Linked DNA regions of Mus musculus: region 1 is linked to region 2. A link is a contact called in public HiChIP or PLAC-seq data. All regions are on one chromosome and are shown on one strand. The core of a region is the stretch at or near the end of the contact, and the rest is flanking DNA. Distances in the headings are between cores, read along the strand shown.

Region 1 (3,629 bases), core at 736-3,235, 1.9 Mb after region 2:
TTATAGAGGCTTAAATGGTAACAGACTTTTAGGTTTTAAAAAATTCTCATTCTAGGGGGAAGAGGAAAAAAGCCAGCAGCATTTTTCACATACGCCCCTGTTGCCGTGGAACAGAGCCTGCCAGGTAAAATTAATTGTGTCATTGTATTATTTTCTAATTAAAATGGGAACAAACAAGTAAGATAAAAGCCAAAAATAAGTGAGAGAAATCTGGACCGTTAATTGTTTCTGGCTCCAACTAATTTTTAAATGTCTCAGGTTAAGAAACGAGCACACGTTTAATTCTGACAAAACCATATTTCCTAGCCAGACATCAGAGCTCATGGCTGCAATCCCAGAACTCTGGAGGTGGAGACAGGAGGGTTTCCACAACTTGAAGCCAGCCAGCCTGGGCTACTTTGTAGTGGTTTTCAGACCAGCCTGTGACTCTGTGTAAGATCTTGTCTCAAACACACACACACACACACACACACACACACACACACACACACACCACTTTCTCTGCTAGTCACCAAATTAACATTCCAAGCACTGGGAGAAGAATTTGAACCAAATTTTTGGAAGCAGACAGGAAATGCTAATTTTAAAAGCTATTTATTAACATAAACTTTAATCCCAACACTTGGGAGGAGAGGCAGGTGGATCTCTGAGTTCCAGGCTAGCCTGGTCTACAGAGTGAGTTAGTTCCAAGATAGCCAGGGCAATACAGAGAAAAACTCTTGACTTGAAAATGGATCGTCTATTTTAAATAACAGGGGGACTTTTGACCTGTAATGCTGTTTTTGTCAGCTCATTGAATAATTCCTGATTGATTATCCTTTTTTTTTTTTTTTTAATTCCCTGAAGGAGTACTGCTTCCCCCAAGTAGCTGAGACTGGTTTAATAAACACTTGCAGTGTGAATGTGGGTGAGCTTTTCTATTGATGCTTTAACTTCACTTCAGGTTAATCAGCCCACGTCACTAGCGCAAACATACTTGAAACACTAAAATGAGAATGGACCTGACAGGCCCGTGACGTGTACACAATGATTTTACAATTGCTACTTAAAACTAAGTTCCTTTGGTCAGGGTCATACTTTAGATATGTTACCTATATTGTTAGGTTCCACAAAAGAACACAGGGCTCATAGCAACAGGGGCAGAATAAATGTCTCCATGAGATTCCAAGGGCATTAGTCACTTGATAGCTTGTGTGGTGCACAACAAAGCCGGGGCCAGCTAAGTCCTTTCGGATACACAGAAGGAAGGGCTCAGACAAAAGGCTGAGGCTGCCGCCTGATATCCAAGAGCAAATGACAACTCTTAAAACTCTCCCTGCTCTGAACTGCTCAAGAAAATATGAAAGTAATTTTCAAAGAGCATGGCTTGACGCTTCTCTCCTAAAAGAAAATCCTCCCCAGAGTCTCTGATTAAAGAAGGGCGTAATCACTCTTTCTGATTCACTCTGATTTCACCTCAAAGGGGACCCGAGGTTTCTTTATACCAAGTTGACTCTTACTTCAAACCAAAGGCAGAAGAGAGGGAAAAAAAAGTCAAGTCAGTTTGAGCAGCCTCTCCCAAAAAGCTCAGAACGTCAGGTTATTTATAGGTGTTAAACTGAACCTTTAAACACAGAAATTGCCAGCCTCTATCTGACGCAGCGTGTAAGACAAGGACACAGGTCTTGTGCAACTCTGAGGTGGGTTAAATAACTCAGACACAAAATTTATGTGCCTCGTGCCATCACGGCTTCTGACCCAATGCTGTATAGTCTGTAGTGAACGTGAGTGGCGCGCACATGTGTGTGTGTGTGTGTGTGTGTGTGTGTGTGTGTGTGTGAATGAATGTGTGATATGTTGTATGTAAAGAGTCCAAGGCAAGAATCAGTATCCTGTCCTGCCCATAGATGCACAAGCACCCAGCATCCAGAGGGTAAGGTAGTGTGTTCCTTGATGAGCGCTCTGGGAACAAGCCCAGCCTGGAAAGGGTTGAGAGCATAGGGCTGCCAGGCCAGCTCACACTCCCGAGCCAGTGAGCCTGTCCAACTAATCGGCCGGGTTTGTTTGCACAGCTTTGCTGGAGCGTTTGCAGGGATGCACCCCCAGCTCCCCGCAGAGCCTGAGAGAGAGTGGCCAGCCAAGATACCAGCGGGACCAGGATTCACCTGCATGCCCAGATACGGGCAGAAAAAACATAGCACAGTTTGTCCAAACAGCCCTGGGCGCTGCAGGATGGCTGTCCCCGAGGTCTTCCCCCAGCTTTGCTGCCAGGGGACACCAGCCAGGTTTATCTAAGGGCTGAGATACACTCTTTGAAATTCGCAGTCAGGCAGGCCTGCTGTGACCCAGGGAGGGACTTCTAGAGCTCCCCCGGGGAGCCAAGCTCTACCTGGAAACGCTTGGCAGACACATTCAATGAGGTTCCCACAGCCCACAGCCTTAGTCAGCACCTGGTCGGTGGAGTGACTCAGAAATTGGGAGCGAGGAGGGGCTTCAGGTTTTCTGAACCCACTGTCACGTACGTCACGTGATTAACCAAAGCATGAGCCTGCTCAGAACCACAGGCAGGAGCCATCTGCCTTTGTCTTGCCTTTGTTATCTTACAGAACCAGCACGGGGAGGAACAGCCTTTGACTTTCCAGATTCCCCCACCACCATCACCAACCCCCACCTCCAGCAGCAGGCTGGGTGATAACGTTTTTGATTAAGCTCTTGCACACATCAGCAAAGCCTAATTATGAAAGATCTAATAATATATCGCCGTGTTTCTCTGACAACCACGGGCGTCTCCTCTCAGCATCCTCCGAGCTATTGGAAAGGGGAGCAGACACTGACACCTCGCACTAACTGCACAGGGAGAGGGCCAGGCCTAGAACCTTCTGCACAGGACGATTGGGGTCTTTCTGCAACACCCATCTCCTGCAAGGGCAAACTTGGCTATACACAAAAAGGGATTTGTTTGATTTTGTTTTTTAAGTCGGGGGTGTGGGGTGGGGAATTAAGCGTTGTTTGGCAATTAAAATAAGTGGAATGAAGAATCATCTCATTAGCATTCCTCCAGTGGCAAAGGATGTTCAAACCTTGCGACCCTGGCGGTAAGATGCCTCACACTGCCGCTGCTTTATGTATAGCTAAAAATACATTCGGTGACACTTTAACCGGCAAGAGAAAGCACTCCGTTTCTCTATACATATGGAAATAAGCTCTCTCCGGAGACACCTGGAACAATGGCGGCAAAATCTATATCAAAAGAGACGCAGCCTCTGCACAGCTTTCCTTTGTGCCCAGAATGCTTGTGGCAGCCCTGAGTTCATGGATTTCTACCGTGGTGCAATTTAAAACAAATGATGCTTGCTTACCTCCAACCCCCACCTCCCTGCAGGCAGCTTGCCTGCGTGTGCAGGCAGTATACCAGGGGGTCCTTCACAGAGGAATTTGCCACATACACTTGACACTTGATCAAAGCAGGGGCATTTGTCTCCCTGAAACAAAACTGCAAACACCAAAGGCCCTGGCCCCATGATGCTCCTGGGTCTTCCTGCACAGCCTTTGTGACCACGGTTCAATTTTGTCCTCTGACAATCCTTCAAATTACACTTTCCAGGAAAAGAAAATAAAAAATCATGAGTTTTTTTTTTTTTCTGCAGAAT
Region 2 (3,572 bases), core at 613-3,112:
TACCAAAGGTGTAGAAAGATAACTAAGCATGTAAAACAACAACAACAAAAACCTGTTTGACTCCTAGAACTGACTGACTTTATACATGGGCATGTGCTTGTAATTTCAGCTTTGAGAAGACTGAGACAAGGGGACCCCTGGAGCTTGCTGGCCAGATAGTCCAACCTAGTAAAACCCCAAGGTCTGACTGAAAGATCCTATCTCAAAATCCATAGTGAACAACTCCTGAAGAATGACATGAGAGTTGACTGTTACTCTGCACATGGACCTGCACTGATATGCAAATGTACGTACTTGAATATGTACCCAAGCATGTATACGGACATGCACAGACATCTGAGTACACATAAACAAATAGAAATAGATTAATTAATTAACATTGTTTTATTCATTCATAGCATCTCAGAGACATAAATATTTTATTTCAAAACATTTACTAATAAATACTCTCACCTAAAACATCGAAGGATTCAATAGCAAAATTGCTTTAGGGGCTCATTCAAGGTAGAAAATCTGGTTTGAAGTAGTAGACACTTTGGGAGTTTCCTCTTGCCGGATTCACATGTAAAATGTCTATGTCTTCAAATGACAACTGTCCATCCCCTTTATAGAATGACTCACTCTTCATGTTACAGAATTAAATTAGCTGAAAAACTGAAGAATGTATTCAGAAAGAAATTAAACAGCTGTTATGTAGCATGAAGAATTATTTAATGCAGAAAGTAGACAAACTGAACAATGTCACATTACTGTCCAAGGTCCAATTGCTGCTCTCAATGGATAGGGTTGTTTATTTTCTGGTTAAAACTCTTTGATTATGGTGCAGTGATGTCATTTCTCCATCGAGTGTGTTCTTTTACAAGAGTAAGAACAATGAAAAGAGGCAAAGGGCATGAAAGGCCGTGGAGTGGAACTAGAGTGATGTCCTGTCTGGGTTCAGCATGCTCTTCAATTAACCTGGTTTATCAGCTTGTTAAGCTAAGGGAGGGATCTAGCATATTCTACAATTGTAATTCTATGTAATTCTACAATATGTACATTCTATGTATGTAATTGTTATGTAGAAAGTCCTCAAGAAAGTTTTTTTCTTTTACTTCATTGTATTTATATTTTACTTTATCTATTGTATGTGTATATGTAGGTAAGAGAATAACTTGAAGAAGTTGGTTATCTACCTACCATATGTACATTCTGAAAAACTGAGATTCAAGGTAGACAGCAAGAGCCTTCATCCATTGTATATCTAGCTGATCTTTTTAAGAAATTCTTTTTTATTTGTTTGTTTAGTTGGTTGGTTGGTTCAGAAAGTCTTGACTTACAAAGGAATGCATTTAATGGTTGTGTATGAGCAGAGTTCAAAAGCAGAAAATTTTATTCATTTAAAATATTTGATAAAGTCTTATGCATGGACACTGAGCATTGCAAACAAGGCCATATATGTGACCCACTACAAAAGCACCTCTCAAACTTGGAACATATTTAAGTTATCAGACATTATGTTAACCTATAGATTTTGATTTGCTACACCCATCTTAGGACCTTGGATTCTCCATTAATAATTTGCCAGTCTCTTAAAGAAACATTGAGGAGCAACTGCTTAGGGAAGTATATGCATTAGACTTCATAAATGTACTGAAGATATTAGAGTCTCAGTCCAGAGTCCATGTAATTTTTAGGACATCTGTCACTTATAATAAGGGAAAAAAATCCTAATACTGTGCTTTTCTCAAACCAATCATTGCTTATTAAGACATGAATCCCAAAGCACAGAAAGTGGGTTGCACACAGTCAGCGAGTAAGCCGAGTAACCCGTGTTTGCTCTTGAAACCTGCCTGGAGAGTTCTTGCTATTCAACTTCCTGTTGTGGCTTTCCCATTTTTAGAGGCTGCTGTCTGAATTGGAAGGAGAGGAGCTAACTACGCCCCTCCCCCATCTGCTGTTGTTATCTCATATTTCCTCCTTTTCTAAAGTAATCTGCTGTAGATGCTTGTGGATCATTGCATTAGCTTTTGCCCTCATTTGATGAGGGGAAACGTTCACAATTGATTTGTCTTACTCTCTTTCATTTTACCTTTTAATTTTCTTAATCCTTCTCTGGGCCTCCTTCTTTCTAAGAGCTGAAAGAGCTTGGCCTCGGTGAGGGTAGTCATTCTGATTAATTCACACTCTCCTTGTTAGCATATGCATGAGTCTCAGGAAGTGTGAAGATTCTGTCCACACGGCAGGGAGCATTGCATCAGCGGCAGATCTATTCCCCTGCTGTTCAGAGAGTAGAAAGTCCAAGTTCGTGGGTGTGTTTAGCCATTAGTGGATTTTACAATATGGAACAAAAAGGATGAAAACTCAATTGCCAGAATAATTTAAGAGCTCTTCGCACCACTTGAGCTAAATACCTCCATCTTGCAAGGATAAGCTCTAAGGCAGTTAATTAAAACTTTCACCTTTCACTCCTAGATGGCATTGAATCTCAGAATATTTCTTTCCCAAAGGAATTAATTCTAAGTGTTGAGGAATGGATAGTACAAGTCATAGTTTCCCCAGGTCTTTCTTTTCTTTTTTCTCTTTCTATTTTCTTTTCTTTTTTACCTTTTGCATTTTAAATAAATTCTATACGTTCAATGATCCTACCTCATACTTTTCTGATTGCCACTTTTGCGAACTATGTGGAGTCTGAACTAACAATAAATCAAAATGCAACCCCTTCTTATAACTTACTGTGCCCTTCCATATTTCAGCTTCAATCAATCTTGTCTCTAAATATTTTCCTGTCAGTCGTGATACAGGGAGTCTGCACCCATAACCTACAATTCACATCTAAAAATTACCCTATATACACTTCTTATCTCGGTTTCTCACACTTGAGAATGTTTTTCAAATGCATACGTTTATTCATAAGAACAGATAAAGCAGCCTTCCAAATTGCAGTGTCAGAAAGTGCTCTTTTCAAAACGTAGGGAACATTCAGCCCGTTTTGTTGATTTACTTATTCAAAACAGATGAACATATCTTTATGGACACATGATTTATATTTATTTTTCATACAATATAGTTTGATCACGTTTTACCTTCCCTGAGTCAGTACCAGATACTCCTCCATCTACCTACTCAACCAACCATAAAAAGAAAAAGAAAACATGAAAATTAAAACAACAAAAGTTCAACAAGATCCCCCCAAAATATGCCAAAGATAATTAAAACTACTCCAAACAAAAAACACACACACATTTTGTTGGCCAACTACTCCTTAAGTACAGGACCTGTCCTGCAATGTGGTTGGTATACTCAATGAAAGGCCATTAGAGAAAATTTATTTTCCTTTTTTCTTTGGGTATCAGTTGCAGAAAGTTTCTTGATAGCAGTGAGACCCTGGTTGAAGTGTTTGCTTGCACATAAGTGTATGTACCACTTACACGTCTGGGAATGCAGTGGCAGGATTAGTATCAGATCTCCTAGAGTCTGAGTTCCAGAATGTTGTGAGTTGCCAGGTGATCTCTCAGAACCAAATCTGATCCCCTGCAAGAATGGTCAGTGCTCCTTACTGCTGAGCCACCTCTCCAGCTTTCTGTTTTGTT

Evidence for each region. HiChIP or PLAC-seq counts read pairs in DNA pulled down with a chosen protein or histone mark.
Region 1: a contact with region 2 is called in an H3K27ac HiChIP or PLAC-seq map of stem cell-derived epiblast-like cells, with 11 times the contacts expected there. The contact joins two enhancer-like sites. A contact is called at or near these places in 2 of 115 datasets of contacts at active chromatin or transcription factors (astrocytes and stem cell-derived epiblast-like cells) and 2 of 9 other capture datasets (embryonic tail and embryonic trunk).

Annotation. Positions count from the first base shown.
Region 1 is chr8:8,486,691-8,490,319 of GRCm38.p6, forward strand. No RefSeq gene overlaps it. Among named protein-coding and RNA genes, the nearest start is that of Gm31135, 3.8 kb to the left of the region's middle. RefSeq lists an enhancer at 1,364-3,629. Within about 2 kb of position 1,986, at least 143 of the 459 cell types and tissues checked have an H3K27ac peak or open chromatin away from gene starts, as enhancers often do. A contact at or near this core is called in stem cell-derived epiblast-like cells, where this site is marked.
Region 2 is chr8:6,605,164-6,608,735 of GRCm38.p6, forward strand. No RefSeq gene overlaps it. Among named protein-coding and RNA genes, the nearest start is that of Gm24288, 380 kb to the left of the region's middle. Within about 2 kb of position 1,863, at least 29 of the 459 cell types and tissues checked have an H3K27ac peak or open chromatin away from gene starts, as enhancers often do. A contact at or near this core is called in stem cell-derived epiblast-like cells, where this site is marked.